Regions from separate parts of the Oryctolagus cuniculus genome. Here region 2 is linked to region 1. Evidence: chromatin contacts called from public Hi-C data. All regions are on one chromosome and are shown on one strand. The core of a region is the stretch at or near the end of the contact, and the rest is flanking DNA. Distances in the headings are between cores, read along the strand shown. Region 1 overlaps PPT1 (palmitoyl-protein thioesterase 1). Region 2 overlaps LOC138850672 (a long non-coding RNA gene).

Region 1 (6,000 bases), core at 2,086-4,585:
GGGGGCTGAGGCAGTCTTGGCCTGCCGCACCTTGGAATTTTCCGACTTTGGCTAGCGATTCTGGATCTTTTGGGGCCAGGGATCTCTAAAAATCCGATTAAAGGGAGCGGGAGTTGTGGCGTAGCAGGTTAAGCTGCTGCCTGAGAGGCCGGCATCCCATCTAAGCACAGGTTCCAGTTTTAACTACTCCACTTCTGATCCAGCTCCCTGCTGATGCACCTGGGAAAGTAGCAGAGGATGGCCCAAGTGCTTGGGCCCATGCACCCACATGGGAGACCTGGAAAAGCTCCTGGCTCCTGGCTTCAGCCTGGCCCAGCACAGCCCCAGCTATTTGGGGAGTGAACCAGCGGATGGAAGATTTCTGTTTCTCTCTGTAACTGCCTTTCAAATAACTAAAAAATAAATCTTAAAAAAAAAAAGAAAGAAAAGAATCTGATTAAAATTATAGACCCTCAGCCAGCTCCGCAGCTCACTTGGCTAATCCTCCACCTGCAGCACTGGCACCCCGGGTTCTGGTCCCAGTTGGGGCGCCGGATTCTGTCCCGGTTGCTCCTCTTCCAGTCCAGCTCTCTGCTGTGGCCCGGGAAGGCAGTGAAGGATGGCCCAGGTGCTTGGGCCCTGCACCCCATGGGAGACCAGGAGGAAGCACCTGGCTCCTGGCTTCGGATCAGTGCAGTGCGCCGGCCGCAGCGCACTGGCCATAGCGGCCATTTGGAGGGTGAACCAACAGAAAAGGAAGACCTTTCTCTAGGTCTCTCTCTCTAACTCTGCCTGTCAAAAAAAAAAAAAAAAAATATATATATATATATATATTATAGACCCTCGCCCAGAGAATGCAATTACCTAATTATACATGCACCTTTAGGGAGCAGACAGCTCTGGGATGACAGCCCCTGCTGTCTGCAGAGGGACTCAAGAGACTTGTGCTGGCAGGCAGCTGTTATTTTAGTTCCTTTCCACCGCGGTCTCACAGCCCCCGGGCCCGTGTCTCACCTCAGAATCCACGGGGTCCACGACGGAGTCGTTGAGGAACTTCACCATCACAAACTTCTTCAGGGCCATCAGGTTTTTCTTGTAGGACTCGTTGACGCCCTGGAAGAAAGGCCGCAGCGGTCACGGCCGCCGCCAGCTCCCAGCAGGGGTGAGCGCCCTCGGGTGCTCTGGTGGTCCCGACCCTGGCCCACCGTGTTTCTTGCCCTGGCAATGGGCGGCTTTTCCCGCTTTCCGCTGCAGCCTCCCCCTGCCGTCCTCACTGGCTGACGCTGTCCCACAGTCCACAGGCACCAGCACACAGCCAGAGGAAGGCACGCAAAGCAAGCAGCTACACACCCTGGGCGGTTCTGCTCTCCTAGTCTGCGTCTGCTGTTTCCTGCCTTCCCCTTCACATTTTTGTCTGAAGAAACCACAAAAGCTTCCAGATGAGGCTAAAGTGAAGCCATGGCCTCCCCTCGCCCACCCACCCCCCATGCTCATGGCTGGGTCACACTCCCTCCCTCCACAGTCTCTCTTCTCCATCTCTCCTCTGAGAAAATCGGCTCCAGAAAGGGATCCCTGGGAAGGCTTCCCTCACGCAGGACAGCAGCTGTGAGTTCCTTGGCCCACCCACACCTGCTGACCCGGGCCGCTGCTGCACCACCAGCAAAGGGAGCGGACTTCAGGGAAGAAGGCCAGAGGACTTCCAGCCTCCCTATAAGGGACCTGATCTCAGAAGCACCACCTCCCAGCCACAGATGTTCCATTTCCCGGCGCCGCCCCGCAGCGCGGGTCCCACTGCCAACTCGTTTCTGCTGCTGTGCGGGCGCGGGTGCTCACCCGCTCCTGATTGATATCCGCCAAGAAGATGCTGTGGTTGCGGTACATGTCCTCCTTGATGGGGTCATGCCAATATTCTGCTTGCACCAGGCTGCAGAGAGAGAGAGAGAAAGGTGACCAGGCTGTGTGTCAGCAGGCCCAGGGCATGCCCCAGCGAGCAGGCCACCTCCCAAGAGGCTTTGCTCTCTCCTAGGGAAGAAGAGACTTGCACCTGTGGAGTAGCTCACCAGCACAGTATCTTGTGAAGACTTGGACCAGCTGATCAGCATGGCGCAGAAAGTCCAAGAGAGTTAGGAAAAGCCTGCTCAGTATTTGGTTCCCTGAGGCATGGAGCCTTCTCCCACCGTCATGGAGGCTTCTCCCACCACCGTGCACCTCCTGCGCCCTCCCACAAGCCCGCCTCCCTCCCTCTGCTTTGCTCCCTACTCATCCTGCAGCACTCAGCTACCCACCCCCCCCCCCGCCTCTGCCCCTCCATCCGGTCACTGTCCCTCCAGCCATCTTGCCATGCTCAGGCTGCGATGGAGGCCGAGCTGCTCAGAGCTGCTCACGCAGTGCCAAGTGGGGACACCAGATTTCAGAACCCTGGGACGTGATGCTGTTTGGAAGAACAAAGAGCAGCCCCGTGGCTGTCACAGCTCTCACTAGAACAGACCAGGGAAGGCATCTGTGTTCACATGAACTTGCTCTCCTGTCTCCTTCCTCTTCCCTTCCCCTTCAGGTCCATCCACAGCCATCGTTGAAACTGACGGGTCTACCCCAAGGCCTCCCGCAGAAAGCGGGGCGGAGCGCAGGGAGGGGCCCTGAAGCTCAGGTTGGCAGGGAAGAAACAAATCCCTGCACAGGAGCTTTCCCTGGCCAGCGTGCAGAAGCTGCCCAGAGGCAGTGGCCAGAGGAGCCCAACTCAGCGGAGCAGAACGACGCTAGGACCCAGTGGCACTGAGGCCCGGGCCGCAGTCGTCTGGTGACATCCTATAATCTGTTACTAGGAGTATCTATAGTCCTTTAAATGTGGAGTTTCACTGAGGTTTTAAAATGTGGTGCACTCTGGGGCTGGCGCTGTGGCTCATTTGGCTAATCCTCCACCTGCGGCACCGGCATCCCATATGGGTGCCGGGTTCTAGTCCCAGTTGCTCCTCTTCCAGGCCAGCTCTCTGCTGTGGCCCGGGAGTGCAGTGGAGGATGGCCCAAGTGCTTGGGCCCTGCACCCGCATGGGAGACCAGGAGGAAGCACCTGGCTCCTGGCTTCGGATTGGTGCAGCACTGGCCGTAGCCGCCATTTGGGGAGTGAACCAACGGAAGGAAGACCTCTCTCTCTGTCTCACACTGTCTATAAATCTACCTAATTAAAAAAAAAATTAAAATGTGGTGCACTTTGGAATTTGTTAAATGCTGCTCTCAGTCCTGGTCTGGCCCTGCCGTTTCAGCCTTGCCATCACGCACACGGCCGCGGCCTGGAAGCTGTCTGGCACCCAGCACATGCTGGGTCAGGGCCAGAGCTGGAGGTCAGCCCAGGCCTGAAGGAAGCTGGTGCTGGAGGAGGGCGGGGAACAGGCAGGGCAAAGCCTCCAATGAGCGCGGGAGGGTGGCAGGCGCGGAGATGCCGGGCACGGCTCGCACTCCCTCCTCCGGCCCAGCGGGACAGGCTCAGGATGGCTGGGGCGGAGGCGTGGAGGCAGCAGTCACAGGTTACCTTCCCACAGGAATAGGAAACGCGGTGAGAGGCCCACAGGCAGAAATGAGGGAGATTCTGTAAGCCCGGTGCCTGGGGGCCAGGGGCGGAGGGGGAGCAGGGGGTCGGGAGGCCGCCCGAGGAGAACCGCGGGTGTGCACGCCGAGCACCTCGGAGCCGAGCGCTGGGAGCCCAGGCTGGCGGGCGCCAAGGCCAGCTCCCGAGGCCACACCTGCCTGCTTGGCCCCTGCGGAACACTCACACAGCACCTCCTGTCTGCCGTGCCTCTGTCTACACACCTTACACCCTACACCCGGTGACCTGCTTCGCGAACGCCCGCCGCACCGCAAGGGAGAGGCTGTCGTCTGGGGCGGCCAGGACGCCTGGGGTGGGCGGGCAGCTGGCCCACCCTCCGCCAGCCACACTCCTCCCCACACCCCACGCTGTCTTCGCTATACTTTGGCGCCGACGTGGATGGTATCAGCTTTGGGTCAGACAAACCTGGGATCACAGCCACTTTAGTCCCCTGAGCCTGTCTTGTCAAAGTTTAACAAGATGGGCGTGCTGGGCCCACACAGGATACAAGCTCAATGGAAGACTGCAATATTGCATCTGTCATAATCTGTTGTGTTCCCCCTCTGCCTCTGTCTCTCCGTCTTTCTGTGTTACTCTGCCTTTCAAATAAAAAAATAAATCTGCAAAAAAAAAAAAAAAATGTAGGGGCCGATGTTATGAAATAGTAGGTAAAGCCATTATCTCTGATGCCCGCATCCCATATAGATGTCAGTTCGTATCCCGGCTGTTCCACTTCTGATCCAGTTCCCTACTAAAGGCGTGGGAAAAGCAGAAGATGATGGCCCAAGTATTTGGACCCCTGACACCCATGTGGGAGACCCAGATGAAGCTCCTAGTTCCTGGCTTCTGCCTGGCCCAGCCCTGGCCAATATAACCACCTGGAGTATGAACCAGTGCTTGAAAGATCTCTCTCTTTCCCTCTGTCTCTCCCTCTCCCTGTCACTCTTTCAAAAAATAATACATTTTTTAAAAATTAGGGTAGCCTCTGTGTGTGAGGTAGGTGGGTGGTGCAGTGGTTAAATCACCGCACGGGATGCGTGCATCCCCTACCACAATGCCCGGTTAAAGTCCTGGCTTCTCCACTTCCAGCTCCGTGCTAACATATAACCTGGGAAGCAACAGACAATGGCCCCAGCACTTGGGAACCTGCCATGCATGTGGGAGATCCAGACTGAGTTCTGGGCTCCTAGCTTCACCTGGCCCAGTGCTGGCTGTTGTTGGCATTTGGGGAATGAACCAGCAGATGGAAGATCTCTTTGTCTCTCTGCCTTTCAAGTAAAGTGAAAATAAACAAATTTTAAAAGTATACGTGTATGCGTGTAACACAAACCAGTGAGGAAAAGACAAAGCACCCCACAGGAAAATGGGCAGAGGCTATGAACAGAAATAGAAAATTCCAGAAAGGGAAACCCGAGTGGCCAATAAACAAGGCCATGCAGGTCAGGAAGAGGAACCACCGCACACGTATCTGACTGGCAAAGGTTTAAAAGGCACAGGATCAAAGGTTAATAACAATGGCAAAACAGGAACTCTCACACCCTGTTGGTGGGAATATAAACTGGTATAACCACTTTGGCAATACTGAGTAAAGTTTAAAATGCACATAAAAGGAGCCTGCAGAAGTTCATGGGAAATGGGTAATATGAAAACACGATGCATAGACTTCAAATTGTGTGCACCAAAGTAAACATCTTTTAATTCCATTTACACGTGAACTTCAGAGGTGCCCTGGTACTGATGACTGCTATATAGACACAGCCAGCACGCACGGAGCGTTTCTCAAGCACTGTTCTCAGTCCTCCGCAGCTGTAGCTCATTTCATCTCTACAACTCACAGGGTCTAATTACTGTCCTATTTTGCAGGTGAAAATGAGGCAGAGAGGTTAAGTAAATGACCTCATGAATAACTGATGGAGCCTACAATGTAAATTCTACTTGGACATAAATTCTTATCCACAGACCCTGTTCAAGGCAAACTGTTACACTGAGGAACCCGGCAGCACAATGTGGGACTCAATATACTGTGGTGTACTCACATCCCAGAAAGCCAGACAGCAGCTAAGATGGAGAACTGCATGTAGACATAACAGTATGTGTAGATCTCAAAAACATGATCTTGAGTGAAAAAAATGTCCTACAGAATGACGTGCACCACTAGACATCCACTATGTGAAAACTTAAATACACAACATAACACCATATGTATATTACTGACTTGTAACACATGACTCTAGTATTTTCTAAGGGACAGAAAGCACACTATCATCTCTTGATAACAGTTGCAGAGGGAGGGAGGGTAGGGAATGGGATCAAGAAGAGATACTCAGAAGAATTCAATGTGATCTGAAACATTCTGGTGCTTTACAAAACCCAGAGGCAAACAGGATAAAATGTTAGTCCCAGGCTCTGAGTTCACAGTGATTCATTACATTACTCTCTGG
Region 2 (6,312 bases), core at 1,193-3,692, 250 kb before region 1:
CGACTGGGGATGGTGGTGTGTGGTAAGCAGTGGCCAAAAACCAGCCCTAACTTTTGGTTCCATTTTTCCACGAACTTTTTGAAGTCCCCCTGTAGCAAGGGATTCGCGTTTATGCCACTGAATCCTCGAAGCATCCTGATGATGTTGGTACTATCATTATCCCCGGCTAGCAGATGGGTACTGGGATCAGAGGGACCCCAGCCTCTGCGGAGGTCACTCTCCGTGTCCCGGGCCATCTCCCCTGGGTGCTAGGCTGCTGCTGGCCACCAGGGGGCAGAGACGGGCCAGGAATTCAGAGCGGCCCGGTGTGCTCCTGAACAGCTCTGGCCTTTCTTTGTGGTGAGAGCTCGGCGGTCACTGGTCCTGACCTCCTGTCGCTCGGTTTCCCACAGGGTGAGCGGAGGCGCAGCGAGGGGCAGTGACCAGCCCAGGTGGCCGAGCCACCCAGAGCCACGAGTGGGGCCGGGACTCCCGGCTCCCAGCAGCCCGGCCTCCGTTTCCCCTCCGCGCTAGGGGTGGGCAGGCAGGCGTGGATCCGAGCCGAGCCCGCGGACTCCGCAGCCACGCGTGCTCCCTCCACGCCACGCGGCCCCCGCTGCCGAGCGAGGCTCTTTGTCACTCAGCCGTGCGCGCCGCGGGGCCGGCCTCCCTGCGAGACCGCGGAGAAGACGAACGCCGGGGCCGGGCGCAGCGGAAGTTCTCCGGCGGGTTCCTTCTTGATAGCGAGTTCCTTCTTGATAGCGAGTTGCCCAGCAACCGCGCGAGGCGGGAGAGGCGGCGAGGCTGAGGGGCGAGGTGGGGCTGGGCGCATGGGGCCCCCGCCGCCGCCGCCTCGGGAGGGCCTCCTCCTCCCGACATCCTCCACCCCTCCTCCCGACATCCTCCACCCCTCCTCCCGACATCCTCCGCTCCTCCATGGGGCACGTGGTCCCGGGGTACAAGAAGGGGAGTGGACCACGTGGCAAGAGCAGCAGTGAGGTCGAGGCACTGGGCATGGGGCAGTGAGCCCCGGGGGGAACAGGAGGCCAGGCCCGCTGCTTCAGGCTTGGGCCGCCTCTGCCTGGCCTGGGAGGCTGATCTTCCACACAGAACCGGACCCTGGAGGTCAGCTTACGGCATGGGCAGCCTCGGGGCCACCCTCAGGGATGGGAGCTTCCTCAGCCGGGGCCACGCCAGGGCCAGAGAGTGCTGGCGGGAAGAAGGCATCAAGGCGAGCCCTCCTTGAGTGTCAGGTTGATTTGGGCCAGGGGGCCTCGTGCAGCCCAGGGCACATCCGGGTCCTGGCGCCAGAGCTTGGGGTCGTGTTTTGAGATTGCACTCACAGGCGTTGTCCCCACCGCACAAGACCGCGCAGGATGGGTCTACACAAGGTCCCACGTGCCAGGCAAGGTCCAGCTCCACACCCTGCCCCACTTGGCACCACGGGGCCCTGGCGTGGGGCTGCATCCCTGGGACTGTCCTGGGCACCAACATGGGCGGGCTTGGCCCTGCCGCAGCAGTCCCCGAGGCACAGCGCTTCGGGCCAGCCCCTAATTTGGGTGAAGGAGAAACTGGGAGGGAGCTGGTCTCTCGTCCAGACCCTGCCCTTGGGGGGAGCCGGGGGAGGAGCGGGTAAGCGGTGGCCCTCTCCGGAAGCTGGAGGCTGGAAGCCGGAAGCTAGAGTTCTTCGTTCCCCCCCACAAACATCCCCCGAGCCCTACGCCGCTACCCGGGCCCAGGCCCAAGTGCCCACCGATGACTACGTCTGACCCCCTGTGCATTCTGCCATTTCTCATTCACCCTGGACCCCATCTTTCCCGCTCTGATGAGCCGGGATTCCAGGCCCTGGGCTCCCTGGGTGTCTGCGGAGCCCCTGGGTGGAATCAGCCCGGAAGTCAGCGGTGTGGGGCGGCCCCGGCGGTCTGGCCGCAGCCTCCCGAGGCCGTGTGAGGACCCGCGCTGGCCTGGCCGCCAGGTCAGATTCCTCAGCCGAGGAGCAGCAGGGACGAGGAAAGGCGGCCAGCGCGGCGGGAGGACGCCTTTGTACCAGGTATTTTTCTCAACGGCAGGGCTGGGCCGCCTGCCAGGTGCCAGGGCGCGGCTCTGGCCGCCCGCCTGGGCAGCAGCTTTGCCGCCAAGCCCTGTACCTGGCCCCGCGGCTCCTTCCCGCGCTTCCTGGGCCAGGCCCGGCAACGCGAGCAGCAGGGCTGAGGGGCAGACAGGGTCGGCGGCCAGGTCCCCGGCGCTGGAGCCGGGAGGGAGATGGGACTCGTCGGAGCTCCAGTGGCGCCTGCTTCCTTCCAGAGCAAGTGTTTACAAATACAAACCGTGCTCCACAAAGTGGGATAGCCCTGGGACGTTGGCCCTGGGCTCTGCTCTCACTGGCTCCGTGACCGTGGGCAGGTCACTGAGCTTTTCTGTTCTCATCTGCGAAATGGGGCCCACCTCAGCAGGTGCGGTGAGGATTTCGTGGTGTGTCAGGCGCACAGCAAGAGCTGTGGGTGTCTTTGCTGCCACCCTGATGGTGATGTGGTGGTGTGCGGGGGTGGGGAGTGCATAATGTGAATCAAGCCTCTTGGTTGCACAGAACAGAAACTGGCTCGGGCAGATGGGGGGAGTCATGGCTAGTCTTCAGAGGTGTGTGCCCGTAGTCCCAGGGTAGGGAACGTGATGGGACCACGGAGGCCACTGGGAAGCCAGGAAGCTTCTCTCCCGGCCCCTCCTCACCTTTCTGCCCATCATCACTCTCGGCCTGCTCAGCGCTTCCGCTTGCTCCACTGCTCTGAGCACCTGGCTGGACACGGCCAATCTCAGTGCCTAGGTGACAGCAGAAATGGACTTGTATGTGTCTGTGTGTGTGTGTGGTTTTTTTTTTTTTTTTTAAACAATTTATTTGTAGAGCAACAGAAAGAGAGAGAGCACACTCTTCCACTCTGTGGTTTACTCCGCAGATGGCAATGGCAGGCCGGGGCTGGGCCAGACCAAAGCCAGGAGCCAGAAACTCCATCTGCGTCTTCCAGCTGAGTCGCAGGGGTCGGGAATTAGCAGGAAGCTGGAGTGGAAGCTGAGCAGCCAGGACTCAAACCCATGCACCATCAGGTTACTGGTGCTCCAAGCAGTGGCTTAACCTGCTGCGCCGCTACGCGGGCCAAGCCCGGGGTCCCCACTGCACACTCAGTCGCGCCCGGTACACGGCCATTAGGTCGCCTGGGGCCTGCCTGTGGGAGGAATTCCTGCAGTTCTCAGGGGTCCCTGGTTAGTCCTCACAAGAGGGCAGTTATAAAACAGCAAGACTGTCCCTTCCGGCTCCCTGGCCCCACCCCGCCATCATGATGCCACTGGCCATCTGGCCCCACTGGAGCCCAGCAGAAGCCGGTACAGCACTTTTCCCCTCCCTGTTTTTATAAACAAAGTTTTCACATTCAAGAATTTTATTTATGGGGGATTTTTTTATTTATGATTGAATACATGTCCAATATAAATATAGGGTAAATAAATATAGCTGGCTCTTCAAGCATGTAATTTTTCTTTATGGTGACAACTTTCAAAATCCCACCTCCAAGGTTGTTTTTAAAATAGAGAAGTCCACGTGATCTGCGGCCCCTTCCCGTGCAGGAGGATCCAGAACTTCATACTCCTGACTGTGACTTAGCCCCGTGCATCAGCCTTCCCCCCTTCCTACCTCCCCACCGTGCCACGCTCTTGAACCTCCAGAACGGTGAGCTAAATAAGCCTCTTTTCTTTATAAACCTCCCAGCCTTGGGTATTTAATTTAGCAACAAAAAAATGCCCCAATACAGACTGGAATCTCTAAATGCTGACAGCGAAATCACAGGCAGCAGAACCCATCGCCGAGCCCCTCAACTGTGGCTGGAGGCACTGCCAGGGCCCCACCCCGGGCACCCAGAGAGAAGAGGAGCTGGGCCGGCTCCCCCAGGAGCAGCTGTTCTAATGACGCTTGGAGCCGGGTCAGGGAACCCATGCGTTAGTCCTGGTGTTGCGGCTGGAAATCCCCTTTTCCTCTTGCCAGCCTTGATGATGTCTGTAGGCCTTTATCACCGCACTTGGGCTGTTATCATTACTCACTTATGTACTTGTCATCCTCCATGACTGTCTTTCAACGCAGCCACGATCTGCCCGTCACCAGTCTAGTGTCAGGGACACAGGGATGAACCCAGCTCCCACAGCTCAGGCTGCTTGGCGCGTAGCCACGTGAAATGGATCGGTCTCACCGTGCTTCCACCGGGCTCAGGGGCTGGAGGCTTTCTTCCCGCACCGTCAGCGGTGTCAAGATCCCATCCTGGGGCCTGCAAGGCCGGCATCCCCTGTGGACACTGGTTTGAGTCCCGGCTGCTCCACTTCTGATCCAGCTCCCTGCTGGTGTACCTGGAAAGATAGTGGAAGGTGGCCCAAGTCCTCTGGCCCCTGCACCCACATGGGAGCCTGGAAGAAGCTCCTGACTCTTGGCTTCGGATCGGCTCAGCTCCAGCTGTTGTGGCCATTTGGGGAGTGAACCAGCATATGAAAGATCTCTGTCTGCTTCTGCCTCTCTGTAACTCTGTCTTTCAAATAAATAAATAAATAAAACTTTTTATTAAAAAATCCCATCTTTTGCTGGGATTATGAGATTCCTGAGCTGTCAGGAGTATGCATGCCCACGGGAACCGGCACAAGCCGGCATCACTGCTGCTGGGTGAGTGGAGGGCAGCAGTAGGCAGCTGACGAGGAGCAGAGTGGTGACCAAGCCTCCTCAGCAGGACGACACAAAGCTGCTTGGAGGCCACGGCTGGTGGCCGCTGCTGGCGAGCTTACTGCTGCCTTTGCTCTGTCCGCATCTCTGCTTCCATCTTGGATCACAGATCTCTGCTAGAATCAACCCCGTCCCTGTTCTCCGCCCGAGTCCCCCCTCCCTGGCCTCCCTGTGAGCGAGGATGAGCAGGAAGGGCAGACAGACGCCCTCTGTGCTCCTTCCAGTCCACTGTGAACACGTGAACTTGATACTTCAGGGACATCCTGAGTTCTCCAAACTCCCTTCTCTCCAGAAAGCCCAGCACTTGGCTCTCACACCTCGTCCGTGTGAGCATCCACACGGAAGTCTGGTTTGGAAACTGAAACACTAAACCATTTTTCTTTCTTTCTGCCTTCTTGCTATAAAAGCACTAGGTCTTGAAGGCAACGTGAAGGCTGACTGGGGAGGGTCACGTACAAGGAAGCATGGCAAAGAAAAGCACACGTATTAGTATTTCAGGATGTTTTCCTCCTGCATACACAATCAGATTCTTGCAAATACAGTGTGATAGCGTCTCTGGTTAGGGCTGACACACACCTCCCGGAGCGCAAGGGCTGCAGAGCACACCTGGCAGTGAGCATGTGGTGGGCATGGCCAGCAAGGAGCCATGTGAGGAGGGGGTGACGCAAGAGCTGAGCCTGCCTGAAGTTCCAGGGAAACGGGGGCGCAGGGAGAGCATTGCAGACAGCAGTGCCGGACGAAAGAACATGAAAAAGGAAGAGACGCTGTGTGCCAAGGATTGCTGTGGTCGGTGCTGTCAAAATATCCTTGTGATCATCACAGCAACCTTGGAAGGCAAATTTTTATTTTTTATTATTTGAAAGGCAGAGTGACACACAGAGAGAGTATATGTAAAGAGAGAGAGAGAGATCTTGCACCTGCTGGTTCACTCCCCAAAATGCCGGCAACAGGCTAAAGCCAGGAGCTTGGCACTCCATATGGGTCTCCTAAGTGGGTGGCAGGGACCCAAGTCCTTGCGCTGTCATCTGCTGCCTCCCAGGATGCATTAGCAAAAGGCTGGATCAGAAGCAGAGTAGGCAGGACTCGATCCGATGACTCAGCCCTCCTTTATGGGTTCCAAGAGGCAGCTTAACCCACTGCTCCACAGCGCCTGCCTCCAGGGCCAAAATGTTTAAATTAAAGACAAACGGGAGCGGCATTTGGTGCAGCAGTTACAAGGTTGCTTGGGATTTCCACACCCGGAAGCAGAGGGCCTGAGTTCTTGAGTCCTGGCTCCGCTCCCCATTCCAGCTTCCTGCAAATGCTCATACTGGGAGGCGGCAGGTGGGTCAAGGAGTCAAGCCACTAGCACTCATGTGGGAGACCTGGACTGAGTTTCCAGCTTCTGGCTTTGGCCTGACCCAGCCCCAACTATTGCAGGCATTTGAAGAATGAACCAGTGGACTGAAGATGGACCTGTCTGCCTGTCTCTCTCTTTCTCTTTCTTCCCACTCTGTCTCTCTACCTTTCATATAAGTCAAAATAAATAATAAAATAAAAAAGTGAGGCACAGAGAGATTGTTGCTGGCCCAGTTATTCCAAGA

Evidence for each region. Hi-C and Micro-C count contacts between places; a contact is called where the count stands out from the background.
Region 2: a Hi-C map of an unstated tissue shows a contact between it and region 1, with 2.6 times the contacts expected there. The contact joins two enhancer-like sites. A contact is called at or near these places in 2 of 6 Hi-C or Micro-C datasets (ear pinna and an unstated tissue).

The regions. Positions count from the first base shown.
Region 1 is chr7:132,824,611-132,830,610 of mOryCun1.1, reverse strand. PPT1 (palmitoyl-protein thioesterase 1) reads right to left here. Exons shown (of 9, transcript XM_002715190.5): 6 at 1,813-1,903; 7 at 994-1,092. Among named protein-coding and RNA genes, the nearest start is that of PPT1, 21 kb to the right of the region's middle. Within about 2 kb of position 3,335, at least 1 of the 8 cell types and tissues checked has an H3K27ac peak or open chromatin away from gene starts, as enhancers often do.
Region 2 is chr7:133,068,566-133,074,877 of mOryCun1.1, reverse strand. It overlaps LOC138850672 (a long non-coding RNA gene), which reads left to right. Exons shown (of 4, transcript XR_011390764.1): 3 at 1-3,697; 4 at 3,804-6,312. Among named protein-coding and RNA genes, the nearest start is that of BMP8B, 16 kb to the left of the region's middle. Within about 2 kb of position 2,442, at least 1 of the 8 cell types and tissues checked has an H3K27ac peak or open chromatin away from gene starts, as enhancers often do.